Regions from separate parts of the Dromaius novaehollandiae genome. Here region 1 is linked to region 2. Evidence: chromatin contacts called from public Hi-C data. All regions are on one chromosome and are shown on one strand. Each heading gives the region's core, a stretch centred on a gene start, on an enhancer-like site or on the middle of the called end of the contact. The rest is flanking DNA. Distances are from core to core; before and after follow the strand shown. Region 1 holds the start of FCHSD2 (FCH and double SH3 domains 2). Region 2 holds the start of RPS3 (ribosomal protein S3).

Evidence for each region. Hi-C and Micro-C count contacts between places; a contact is called where the count stands out from the background.
Region 1: a Hi-C map of brain shows a contact between it and region 2, with 4 times the contacts expected there. The contact joins the promoter of FCHSD2 here to the promoter of RPS3 in region 2. A contact is called at or near these places in 2 of 4 Hi-C or Micro-C datasets (brain and ovary).

What each region holds. Positions count from the first base shown.
Region 1 is chr1:216,817,027-216,823,583 of bDroNov1.hap1, forward strand. FCHSD2 (FCH and double SH3 domains 2) reads right to left here and starts at 1,697. Exons shown (of 20, transcript XM_064505231.1): 1 at 1,511-1,697. The coding sequence starts at 1,531.
Region 2 is chr1:216,649,531-216,656,279 of bDroNov1.hap1, forward strand. It overlaps RPS3 (ribosomal protein S3), which reads right to left and starts at 2,229. Exons shown (of 7, transcript XM_026097953.2): 1 at 2,111-2,229; 2 at 1,562-1,692; 3 at 1,210-1,303. The coding sequence starts at 2,140.

The sequences.
Region 1 (6,557 bases), core at 447-2,946, 170 kb after region 2:
TGCCCGCGCAGACACACTGGGAACAACCTTTCTCCAAATCCACCTTGCTCCTTACGTTTCCTCCCACGCCAGCAGCCGTGATGCAAAGCATCCCGTATTCCCACGGAGCACGGGGACACGGAAAAGCCTCCCCACCCCACACAGCGTTTGCAACCAGCCTTTGCAACCAGCCTTTGCAGACTGTTTCCATCACACCTCTGCTGCACCGTCTTGGCTGCCCCTGTCTGCTCTCGCTCCTGACACCCCCAGGGACGACCCACGGCCTCGCAGCGGCTCCAGACGTGACCTTCCACGCCGATATAACCGGTCGCTGTTGATATCAGCCCACCACGGCACCCCGACACGACCAAGTCCTCTAAAAGCAGCATTGCACCCCAAGAAGAGCCAGTGACCCCTTCCAGCCGTCCCCACCACGGCTCTCCTCCGGCTCAGTCCAGCCACTGCCACCCCCCCGCACCCCACACAGGCCTAACCAGCCCCTGCCCCCCACCTCTCCCACCTTCGCCCCCCCTGCAGCCTCTCGCCGTGCCCCACGCCGTCCCCGGGCTCCTCCAGCCCCCTCTGCTCCTCTCCCTGCCCCACAACCCCCGGAGCAGCCCCTTATGCCCCATCCTGCCCCCACCGCCGCTGCCCCGGCATCACCCAAGCGCTGCCCCACAGCCCAGCCGGCCCCACTGCCTCCTGCCCCCAACCCCCCCCCCCATCCACACACAGACCCATCTCCCTGCAGCCACTGCCTCCCTCTCCCCCCCCCAGCCCCCCAACCCTGCCCAGGCTTCCCCAAATACAGCCTCCCCTGCCCCATACCCTGCCCCAGCCCCCCCCAAGCTCCCCCCTATTCTATACCCTGCCCCAGGCCCCCCCCAAGCCTCCCCTGCCCCATACCCTGCCCCAGCCCCCCCACCCTATATCCTGCCCCAGCCCCCCCAAGCCTCCCCCCTAGTCCCCCCAAGCCCCCCCCATATCCTGCCCAAGCTCTCCCAAGCCCCCCCCACCCCATAACCTGCCCCAGCCCCCTCCAAGCCCCCCCCAGCCCCTGTCGGACTCCCCCCTCCCCATACCCTGCCCCAGCCCCCTCAACTACCCTGCTCCAGCCCCCCCAGATAACCTGCCCCAGGCCCCCCAGCCCCATACCCTGCCTCAGCCCCCCTAAATACCCTGCCCCAGCCCCCCCCAGCCCCATAGCCTGCCCCAGGCCCCCCAACTACCCTGCCCCAGCCCCCCCAGCCCCATAGCCTGCCCCAGGCCCCCCAACTACCCTGCTCCAGCCCCCCCAGGCCGCCTGCCCCAGGCCCCCCAACTACCCTGCCCCAGCCCCCCCCAGCCCCATAGCCTGCCCCAGGCCCCCCAACTACCCTGCCCCAGCCCCCCCCAGCCCCATACCCTGCCCCAGGCCCCCCAACTACCCCGCTCCAGCCCCCCCAGGCCGCCTGCCCCAGGCCCCCCAGCCCCACACCCTGCCCCTGCCCCCCCCGCCCCGGCGTCGCCCCCCGGCCCGGCGAGGCCTCACCTTCCTCGGCGGCGGCTGCATGGTGCCGCGCTGGGTCTCCACATCAATTCCGCCCCGCCGGCGGCAGGAGGCGGCCGCGGCGGCGGGAGGCGGCGGGGCCGGGCGCGGGCGCGGCGGGGCGCGGAGGCCGCCTGGCTGCCGGGCACCGCCGAGTGCGGCCCGCGCGGCGGGGAGGGCCGGGGCGGGCAGCGAGGGCGGGGCCGGGCGGCGCGGGCGGGCTCGGGGCGGGGGGGGGGGGGGGGGAGCGTCAAAAAAATAAAAAGAGCGAGAAAAAAGGAGCCGGGAGGCGAAAAGCGGCTCGGGAGCGCCCCGCCGAGGGGGTGCCGCGCCGCCGCCGCGCCCTCCGCGCCGCCTAGAGCGGCCAACCATAGAGTTGCGGGCGAGGAGAGAGCGGAGCGGCGCGCGGCCACGCCCCCGCCGCCGCTCCTGTCCCGTCTGCGCCCGCGGGGGGGCGCCGTGCCGAGGGCGGCGGTGGCGCGCGCCGAGCCGGGCTCGGGGGCGCGCGCCGCTGGGGGAGGGCGGGGGCCGCGAGCGTGGTGCACGGGGGGGCTGCGAGCATGTTGTGGGGGGGGGCCACAAGCACGGTGCACGGGGGGGCCACAAGCACGGTGCATGGGGGGGCTGCGAGTGTGTTGCATGGGGGGGCCACAAGCATGGTGCATGGGGGGGGCTGCGAGCGTGTTGCATGGGGGGGGCACAAGCATGGTGCATGGGGGGGCTGCGAGCGTGTTGCATGGGGGGGCACAAGCACGGTGCATGGGGGGGCTGCGAGTGTGTTGTATGGGGGGGCATAAGCACGGTGCATGGGGGGGCTGCGAGCGTGTTGCATGGGGGGGCACAAGCACGGTGCATGGGGGGGCTGCGAGTGTGTTGTATGGGGGGGCACAAGCATGGTGCATGGGGGGGCTGCGAGCGTGTTGCATGGGGGGGCACAAGCATGGTGCACGGGGGGGCTGCGAGCGTGTTGCATGGGGGGGCACAAGCATGGTGCATGGGGGGGCTGCGAGCGTGTTGCATGGGGGGGCACAAGCATGGTGCATGGGGGGGCTGCGAGTGTGTTGCATGGGGGGGCATAAGCATGGTGCACGGGGGGGCTGCGAGCGTGTTGCGGGGGGGGCCCACAAGCATATTGCACGGGGGGGCTGCAAGCATGGTGCATGGGGGGGCTGCGAGCGTGTTGCATGGGGGGGGCCCACAAGCATGGTGCATGGGGGGGCTGCGAGCATATTGCACGGGGGGGGCCCACAAGCATGGTGCATGGGGGGGCTGCGAGCATATTGCACGGGGGGGGCCACAAACATGGTGCATGGGGGGGCTGCGAGTGTGTTGCATGGGGGGGCACAAGCACGGTGCATGGCAGGGCCGCGAGCGTGGTGCATGGGGGGGCACAAGCACGGTGCATGGGGGGGCTGCGAGCATATTGCAGGGCGGGGGCCACAAGCATGGTGCATGGGGGGGCTGCGAGTGTGTTGCATGGGGGGGGCACAAGCACGGTGCATGGGGGGGCTGCGAGCGTGTTGCACGGGGAAGGGGCCTGCAAGTGTGTTGCACAAGGGAGGGGGCTGCAAGTGTGGTGCACAAGGGAGGGGGCTGCAAGTGTGTTGCACAAGGGAGGGGGCTGCGAGTGTGGTGCACAAGGGGGGGGGACAGCAAGCATGGTGCACAAGAGGGGGCTGTGAGCGTGATGCACAGAGGGGCTGCAAGAGTGTTGCATGGGGGGGGCTGCGAGCGTGGTGCACAAGGGGGGGCTGCAAGCATGGTGCATGGTGAGGGGGCCTGCGAGCATGGTGCGTGGGGGGGCTGTGAGTGTGTTGCCTGAGGGGGGGGCCTGTGGTGGTGGTGCACGGGGAGGCTGCGAGCGTGGTGCACGGGGGGGGGCCACAAGCGTGGTGCCTGGGGGGGCTGTGAGCGTGCTGCACGGGGAAGGGGCCTGCAAGTGTGTTGCACAGGGGAGGGGGCTGCAAGCGTGGTGCACGGGGGGGCTGCAAGCATGGTGCATGGGGGGGGCTGTGAGTGTGTTGCATGGGGGGGGTGCGAGCATGATGCCCGGGGAGGCCGCAGCTGTGGAGCGCAGGGAGGTGCGAGCGTGGTGCAGGAGGAGCCCGCCGCACCCCAGACCAGGGCTCATCCTCGTGCTCCAGGTTCCCGGAGAAATGGGATCCCGGCGGATCTGCCGAGCTCGGGCCACGGTGCGGCCGACGGAGCCGCACGGGACGGCTGCGTCCTGCGCTGGGCGTGAGCGTGCGGGAAAGGAAATGCTTCACAGCTGTGATTGATAGATAGAGAAAGAAGGAAAGAAAGAAAAACGGAGGGAAAGAAAAAAGGAAAAAAGAGGGAAGGAAAGAAAAGAAGGAGGAAAAGAAAGAATGAGAGATGGAGAAAGAATGAAGGAATGAGAGAACAGGAATGAAAGGGAGAAGGAAGGAAGGAAAGGAAGAAGGAAGGGAAAGGGAAGAAAAGGGAAGAAGGAAGGGAAAGGGAAGAAAAAGAAGGGAGGAAAGAGGAAGAAAAAAGGAAAGAAAGGAAGGGGAAGGGAAGAAAAAGGAGGAAAGAGGAAGAAAAAAGGAAAGAAAAGGAAAGAAGGGAGGAAAGAGGAAGAAAAAGGAAAGAAGGGAGGGAAAGAGGAAGAAAAAAGGGAGGAAAGAAGGAACGGAAAGGGAGGGAACGAGGAAGAAAAAAGGGAGGAAAGAAGGAAGGGAAAGGGAAAAAAAGGAAAGAGGAAAGAAAAGGAGAGGAAAGAAGGAAAGGAAGGGAAAGGGAAAAAAAGGAAAGAGGAAAGCAAAGGAGAGGAAAGAAGGAAAGGAAGGGAAAGGGAAGAAAAGGGAAGAAAGAGGAAGAAAAGGAAAGAAAAGAAAAGAAGGAAAGAAGGAAGGGAAACTAGAAAGCTTGATGAAGAATGAAAGAATGAGAGAAAAAGAACAAGAGAGGAAGGAAGAAAGAAGAAATTATCCTTGATAGTCAAGCATGACCTTCTGGGGGATGCCACAGCCCTCCCCTCCCCTGCCTGCACCCTGCCAGCCCCGGGCTCCCAATGGGCCGGGCGAGCAGGGAGTCGAGCCCACGGCTCCTGCCACGCTTGGAGGCCGATCCGCCGCCGGCTTTTCCGTCTCCTCCCGCCCTGCAGCTGCCCGCGCTCCTGCGTTGCATACGACCAGGATCGTGGTACAGGACGGCAGAAGATAACCATTGAGATTGCTCAAACTTTGCCCCTCTGCCATGCAAAAGAGATTATACGGATCAGGAAAGATAAGATTCACACTTCTGTGGAGGGGTCTTCCTCGGAGTAGCTCTTCGTGCCTCTGCCGTACCATTAGTGGAGGTTTTGGGAGCCGCCATAGCATCATATGGCTTAACAGGTAGAGATAATCACGGACTAGTTGAGGTCGGACAAGACCTCTGGAGACCATCTAGTGCAACCCCCCTGCTCAGGATGGGTCACCTAGAACCAGTTCTGGGTTCCCAAACCCCAGCTGGGTTTTGGGTATCTCCACATACTCCCCAACCTCATAACATTGTGTTTCTGGTGGGCTACCTGGGAGCATAGACGTTGCCGTCTAAGTCAAGACCTGACTCTGCCACCCACTCAAGCAGTGCGTTTGGAGTGAGAGGGTCAGGAGAAAGACGTGGTTGATCCATGCACTGGGTTGCGTGCTCCTGTCCAACCAAGCAGAGGTGGGACTGTGCAGAAGAGTTTGCCCGAGTCTGGCATGTTCCCAGCTCTGAGTACTGCACTGGTAGATGGCTGCAGTCAGTGCCATGCCCAAACACACGGGGAGACTCCAAAACATCAGCATTTGCAGGGATATTTGGCCCATCCAGCTCCATGGGGTTAACGTGGAGGCCTTGCTTGAGCCTCCTGGGCGTTTTGCACGCTCTGGCACTCCCCAGCTTGGGGGAATCACTCTTTGGAGCTTGCTATAGCTTGGTGCAAGCTGAAGAAACCTTGAAGTGGCTCTACAGGAGCCCAGGGGCCAAACCAGCCTCCTCCAGGTTAAACTCAGGTGGAACGGAGCATCCTACAGCTGAGATTGCCATGGGGGTAAAGGTCCAGGAGAGCAGTTAGCAGGGGCTGGAAGAGAGCCCACACCCAGCCGCGGCCCTGCCACATCCTGCTTGGGCCTGTTCCACCGCATTTTGGTGCAGGAGGCATTAGTGCACCCAGCCTGCCTTGTTCCTCGTGCTCAGCTCTCCTGGCCTCTCCCCATTCCTCCTTTGTAATGTTTACCATACCTGGTGGGTGGGACAGGGATTAATTTCCATGAGAACACATTGCCCAAAGTAAATATCTCCAAGCAGGGAGGCTTGGCAAGACTTTTTTTTTTTTCTTCTCCCCAAAGCATTGGCAGCTTTCCTGCTCCTTTCCTGGGTGCTCATGACCAGACATGAACGTAAGGCTCCACGGAGGCAGGAGGAACCCACTGCATGCATGACCCATCGGGAGAAGTCAGAAGATTAGTCTTGGGTCCCGGTGCTGGACACCACCAGCGTTGTCTCCCATCCTGTGAGCTCGTCTCAGAGTTGGTGAGCAGATGGGGGGAAGCAAGGAGGGGACCCACGCGAGATGAGGACTTTGCCCAGAGGTTGCAAGTGACAGCTCACTGCCACTTTAGCCACCAGCTGGGACTGAATCTGCACGCTGTGGGGCTGCCATGGTCTGAGCCCCGGGAGTCTGGGAGTGAGCAGGCAGGATCCAGCCCACAAAGTGCAAGCCCACCAGGTTTGGTGGTCACTTGGTAATGCAGAGTTGCATTACACCAGCAGCATTTCAGGAGCAGGGGAGGGAAGGTCACCAATACTACAAGGGCAGGTGAGACCCAAGAAGAGCCTCAGAGAGGCGCCCAGCAACCATCCTGGACTATTTTGGCAGCAGGCATGGCCTCCTGGGCTGCATCCTCAGGGCCTCTTTTCCCAGCAGGGCTCATCCAGGATGCAAAAGAGCCCGGGCTCACCAAGCTGGCCTGGCACTTGAAAACCATTTTTGGTCCACCACCATCACCAGAGAAGGCCCAGGCAGAATGCATTGCCACCTCCATGTCTCCTGGGATGG
Region 2 (6,749 bases), core at 979-3,478:
AGATCACAAGAGTTTCATACTACTCTGTCCTCCTGTCCTTTATCTGCAGTTTGATTTGTCTTTCCATGAAGCTTTACCATCAGACACACCACTTCTTTTAACAACCTTCGTCCCCTGACAGAGCAGAGACACACTAATGATACTCCATCAAATGTCAGGAGACCATTAAAACATGCCTGGTGCGGTCTCAAGAGTTGCTGCTTCCAAACAGCCCCAAAACATTAAGTAACCCCAGAGACACAAGTATCCAGACAGTCCCAAGAACTGCTCTTGCATTGCAGATTTACAGCAATACACAGAATAAGTAAGTTTGCTTAAATCACCTGACAACAGCTTCAAATGCAGTGTGCCCTAAACTGAAGCAGCTGGCTTTAGCCAACATGGAAAAATCAAAAAAGAACTGGGGATCTGGGAGAGTGATGTGCGTTTAATCTACCATCTCTAAGAGGCCAAAATCTGATGCTTAAGAGGAAGCAACAAGTAGGTATTCAAAAGTCATCTACACAGTCTTCCTAGAGCCCGCAACTCAGGATGTGAGCATTCATACCATAAATACATGGAAACATTTGCTGGAGGTGATCAGCAATCTTCACAGTACATTATGATCCAGCAACACTGGCTGAGCAGAATAAATATAAGCACCACCTCAAACCAGACACCCCCCCCCCCATGTAATTTGTTTTACAGGAAAGTACTAGAGAGGACACCAAATTTCAAACATTCAAAAGACACCAGGGAATTACTGTTGTGTCATTTTACTGTCCAGTTCATTACAGTACCATAGATGAAAATCTTTAAAATCCTTGCACACCAAAGTAGTTTCTTTATAAGGACACAAGCATTAGAAATTTAATAAGGATAATGGTAACGTACAAACACCAAAAAAGTTGCAGGCAGACTTGTTCCTACCTCAATATTGATACTGCAATACTCTTTCTAAAATATTTACGGACGAGTTAAAAATGTTTTAACTGCTCCTCTGATCCTCCCAGTTGGGAAAGCACAGAAAACAAGGCAAACTGACAGCACTCAAAATACCACCAAGACCAAAGCAGTCTCTATTTTAATGTGATGCTCTTGCGTGCAAGCAGGTAGAACAGGCCTGAAGTTATCTTCGAGACAAACCGCATTTCAACTGACACCACCCAGACAGTACACAAAGCTAACTGCACAGCCCACTTAATACTGTTTTATCGGAAAAAGTTTTACCTCAACGCTTCCCTCAGGGAAGCCAAACCTCTTCTGCACAACAGCCGTCAGCTCCCGGATGCGGCGCCCCTTCTCGCCCAGGACATTCTGCGTTCTGGAAAAAAGGCAGAGCGTGACTGGGAAAGTGTCTCCTGTGAGCAGCCCAAACAGCTTCAGAACTGAGCACCTAACCTAGGTCAGACTGATGACTAGCAGGAGTCTAAACACTGCTACGTCACTGAAGACCACTTCAGGATCATTTTCCCAGTATCTTCCCACAATAATATTTACCACTTTAAACTGTTTTGTGAAAAAGCAGCATCACATACAACTTTATGTAGCACCTGGGAATCAGCAGGACCACTTCGGTTACCTGGTAGCGAGTATGATAATCTCAGTCCTGGTTGGAGTGACCCGGACCTCTACTCCAGAGTACCCGTCTTCAGCCAGTTCACGGGTCAGAAACTCGTTCAGCTCAGCTTTGAAGATACCATCGGCGACGAACTAAAAGCAAACGGGCGCAGTCAAGCTCCACTCGAGCACAAGGCCTGCACACAGCTGCTTTTTCACCCTCAGCCAGAGCCTCACGCTAGGGCCCTGCACCCCCGTCTCCCCCCTTTTCAATAAACAACATAAAAAATACCCAGTTTATCAGGTTTTAGCAGTGCCCCCCCCCCCGCCGCCTTCCCCTCGCCCCACACCCCCCCTTCGCGCGCCCCCTCCCCTCCCGCCGGCCTCCCGCCGCCGCCATGTTCCCCGCCGGGCCGCATCCGCCGCCGGGCCGCATCCGCCGCCATCCTGCCGCCGCCCCGGCGCCGCCGCCGTCCCGCCCCGCCCCGGCGCGGCCCGGGGCCGCCCCCCGCGCGGCGCGGCCGTTCTGGAGGCGCCCCGCCGCCGCGGAGGAGCGGGCCGCCGCGCTCACCTTGCGCTTCTTGGAGATCTGCACCGCCATCTTGAGTCGCGCCGCCCGGCGGAAAGGAGGGAGCGGGCCCTAGCGGGAGGGCTATATGTCTCTTCCGCCGCTTCCCATTGGGCCGGCGCGGTCACGTGAGGCGGCGGGCGGCGGCCGATGGGAAATGTAGTCTTCCCGGCGGCCTCTCCCGCAGCCATCTTGGGGGGGGTTAACCCTAGCGCTCCCGGTAGGGTTTTCCCCCTGCTGAACGCCCTGAATCAGCATTAAAATGGCCATAAAGCCTATGGAAACGCACAAGCGGGTGGGCAGCGAAATAATTCACCCGACTTGTTGCTGGGGGCCCACCCGGCAGGCTCTCCTGTCCAGGCCATGGTGCCCGCCAGCCCTGAAGGCGAGGAGGGCTCCAGAGCGGGCTGGAGGCGCTGAGGCAAGAAGGCAGCGCCCGCCCAGACCAGTACTGCTTTTTGGGGAAAAAGAGGGCACCGAGGAGGGTATGGCTATGGGCTGGGGACACCGGCCCGGCAGTGGGGCCAGCGAAGGCCGGGAAGGGGCTTCGGTTCGCCCCCAGGCCCTCCTGAACACAGGAGGCCTGGATGGGGCTCGGGAGGTGGCTCTCCCAACGAGGCCTTATTTTGTCTTTTTTAACCTCTCTGCTGGTTTTCAGCATTCACAGCTAAAGGAAACATCTGTCATTGCAATCCCGAGAAGTCCATGGATCTTCCCCAAAATCCGCAAAAAAAAAAAAAAACAACATGGGAAAAACAGGCTGGTTAGTGAGGAGGCTGCACGCTCTTGGCAGCTGCCGAATGCATGTTGTGAACCTGCAAACTAGGAAAAAAAGTGCAAAAATCACTATTTATTTCATTTTAGATCGCTGCCAGCATGGGATGGGAGTCAGGGCTGTGAGGATACCTTGTGCTACGGGGCACAGCTGTGTCTTCCCTGCAAAACCGAGAAAGCCATTCCCAGCCTGCCCTGGTATTCCCAGCTTTCTGGTATTTCCAGGGAAGCACTAGCAACACTTTGCTCCTCTAGGATGCTTTATTTTCATCCCAGTAATTTGCTACTTTAAGTAAATCTTAGCATTACTTATCAACTATTTATAGTTAGCTATGAATGTGCTTTATAGCTAACTATGAGCTCTTCAAACGGTAGCAGACCTTTTCTGTGTTTTCACAGCATCTGGAGTGAGGGGGTTGTGGCCCACAAAAACAAATGATTAGATAAATAGTTTAATCATTGCTTAGGGGCAGATCTATCATGGATTTTTTTTCTTCTCATGACAGTATCACAATCTGTGCAGACAGGGCACTTACTCCAGGTTTTAATTAGTAATGGCAGGGTGGGATTTCTTACTTAAAGACTTCTGTGGTGGCCATAGCGGTTTGTCTCTCTAGACATATTTTTTTCCCTTTGCTTTGGCCACAGATAGAAATTCTGGACTAACTTTCTTCTGAGCCAGTATGACTGCTCTCTTGTCTGTAGGTAGGTGACCAGCAGCAGGTCGCAGGTTAGGACTGGTGGTGGTTTGAAATTAGATGGTAGACCAATGACCAGTCCCCATGTCCCCACCAAGAGAGGTTGCCACCACCATGACAGCAAGGACTTCCCAGAGTGCCTGCATTTTCTGGCTTTCTTGCTCAAAGTCAATGAGTAAAGGCCAGGTTCGCATAACCTGTTGGGCTGCAAACGGTGTCACTCTGGGAACTGCAAGTGGAGTGGACACCTCTTCTCTGGAGCTGGCACCAGCCCTCAAAGGGAGGATGAAAAGCAGAGTGAGACCTCAGCCACTCACTCTGAATCCCCGGGGAATGTTGTCAGGGCATCTGGCATGGCCCAGCCCTTTTCCGGCTGCTTACGCTCTCTCCCAAGGATAGGGTGGCCTCACGCAGGCAACCACTGAGAAGGTCCTTGGCCTGTGCTGCCTCCTGAACCCTGCTCAGAAGGGTGCTAGTGGCCTGTGCCAACAACACGCCCTCCCCCCCCTTCCCCGGGCCCTGTTAACAGTGTCAGTGCCTGAATGATGGCATTTCAGGGCCTGGGGATGGTCCTGGCACCGTTTTGTTGTCTAGTTGAGACCTAGCCAGGTGAGCTGTGCAGAGAATACCAGTATGACCAGTACAGTGCTGGTAACACACCCCCACCTTCAAACATGCACCCCCAGCATGGCCCATGGGGGTGAGAGGGAGGCAGCAGTGCTTAGAGGAAGCAGCTCTCTTCTTTGCCAGGGAAAGGACTATCCTGCCACTAGATGTCAGACGCTCTCCAGAGTAGGAAAAGGCTTCTGTTCTCATCTCCCTCCTCCCCTCTTCCCCAGGGATTTATTTGTCCAGGACTTCAGAGATAGCTGAGACGCTGACGAGACAGCCTGTCCGGAGCAGCTGGGCAATGCCAGGACCCGCAGTCCCATTTGCAGGGGCAGATGCTGGTGTCCCCTCTTGCTGGGAGGCTTCATCACCATATGCACCTTCTTCTCACTTCTGGTGTGTTCAGACATCATACCTGACTCGCCTGCCTTCAGCTGGCTCCTTCCCCTCCCTCTGGTCCTTTCTGAGCTGCAAAAACACCACTCTGATCTCACTTGTCTCTCCAGCAGCCCCGACCCCTCTCCCCTTTCATCTCCATGCTCCTCGAGTGCCAGTTACAACTCCTCTCCTTGGCCTCCTGCAATGCTAGTCCCAACAAGGACTTCCGTTCGGTCAAAATTTGGAGCCACAGCTCCATCGGTTTCCTCCGAGTCTCTGCCCTGGGGATTGAGACTGAGGCCAGGCTGGGTTGACCAGGGATGGAGCTGGGGAGTTCTGGGGGTCCAGGACTTAGACTGGACTTATGTAGCATGGACAGAGATACCCACTTAGGCACTGTATCAACTCCTGGAAGCTCTTTTCTGCCAGCATCACCTGGACTGTCACCTGCTTTAGAAATCCCCTGGACACAGTGAGGCCAAGCCAGCCCACATCCAGATGGCAAAGGTGCTGAGCCCTTCCTAAAGCTGCATAAATTGTCTGCTATATATTTTCCTAAGCTGTAAATGCAATGAGTTGGTGTGGGTCTGAGATACCTTGGAAGTAACCCCCCACCTTGATCCCAGCTTTGAGGGCTGCTGGATCAACTGCTATCGCTAGCCCAGCGACTCTGGCCTTACTGGCTGCACCGTTGCTGTCTCCCCTGTTCCCATGTGTTTCTCCCATCTAAGGCTGCAGTTTGCTCCACACCACAGTTTCTGACCTAACCCCTCAGAGATACCACTCAGCTTCATCCTCCGGAGGAGCTGGCGGCCATTCGGTCACACAGAGCCACGGCAGAGCTGCCTCTTGAGTCAAGGAGGAGACAGGGGATTTAGAAGTGATAGGGAAAGGGGATGGGGCAGCCACCTCATGAGAAGATACTAAAGTCAGTAGGCCAGAGATGTACCTCAAACATCCCTAATCCATCCAGGATGGACTGTGGGACTGACCAAGAAAGCATTTCCATACTGGACCCAAGTGAGAGTGGGTGCACACGTGACCTCTGCTCCTGCTCATCTCAGCCATGAGCTGAGGCAGGAGAAATCCCAGCTCCGAGTTTCCTTTTCTGCCAGTCTGGCGTCAGTATTGCATTTTCCCTGGCAGCAAAGAGGCTTATAGGAGCTCTCCTCTTTCCTCCCTCACCCCTGCCTGCCCTTTGCTCCCCTGACCCCCCCCTCCCATCCTGCTCTTTCTGGAGCCCGGCTGTGAACCAGCTCCCAGAAACGGTCCAACACAAACACATATATATTTTGGGGGAGGTTATTTAAAGCCCTGCTCATTTCCCTGCTCCAGCCCAGCTCGACGGCCGCCTGTGAGCACCAAGGAGCGGGCAGGGAATTGTGGCAGGGGGATGGGGACAGGGCCAGGCGGGAATGTCCTGCTGGAAAGACTCAGCTCCCAGCCCATGAATGGGGCCAGGGCTGGGGCATCTCTTGGGGAACCCATGGTCCCAGCGCTGGCCACAGCAGCACTGTGCCGAGTTGGGGGGATCATCTGGCCAGATGTTCAAATCTGCATTCACAGTCCTTGCTCCAGGGTAATATCACATGGTCGGACACTGACTTTGGAGGGGTGGCCAGGAGCTGAGGACATCTCTGTGCAGGGAGCCAAGCCCAGGAGCCTATTAACCAGGGTGTCCCAAACATTTTTTTAAGAAAAGGTTCTCCTGATCTTAACGAAATCCATCCCTTTGCTGCATGCTTGGGCCCACAATACAGGGCAGGCTATGAGCCTTCACAAAGCGGCAAATATCTGCCCAGGATCGTCTGTCTTTCAGGCTGAGTTCACCCAGGAGGGGCTGAGCCAACGTATTTCTGGATCGTACAAAGGGAAAGACACAGCATTAGCAAAAAGCCTGGCCCTGACATGCATCGCCTTTTCCATGCCCTATTAAGGAGAAACTATGTGTTGTGTCAGCATTTCAGGGTCAGCATCGACAACCGGAGTCGGGGTCAAGCTGCACCCTGGTACAAAGCCGGGGCCTCGATGGCGTTGCAGCGGCGAGGGAATGTCCCCTCTCCCCCCAGACGTGGCCCGGCTAAGCCAGCGGGCTCCGAAACACAGCTTTTGCAGCCGGGAACATTTCAGTCTCTTCCACAAATAGCAACGTGGGATTCCTCCGCTGGCTCCATCCATCCCTG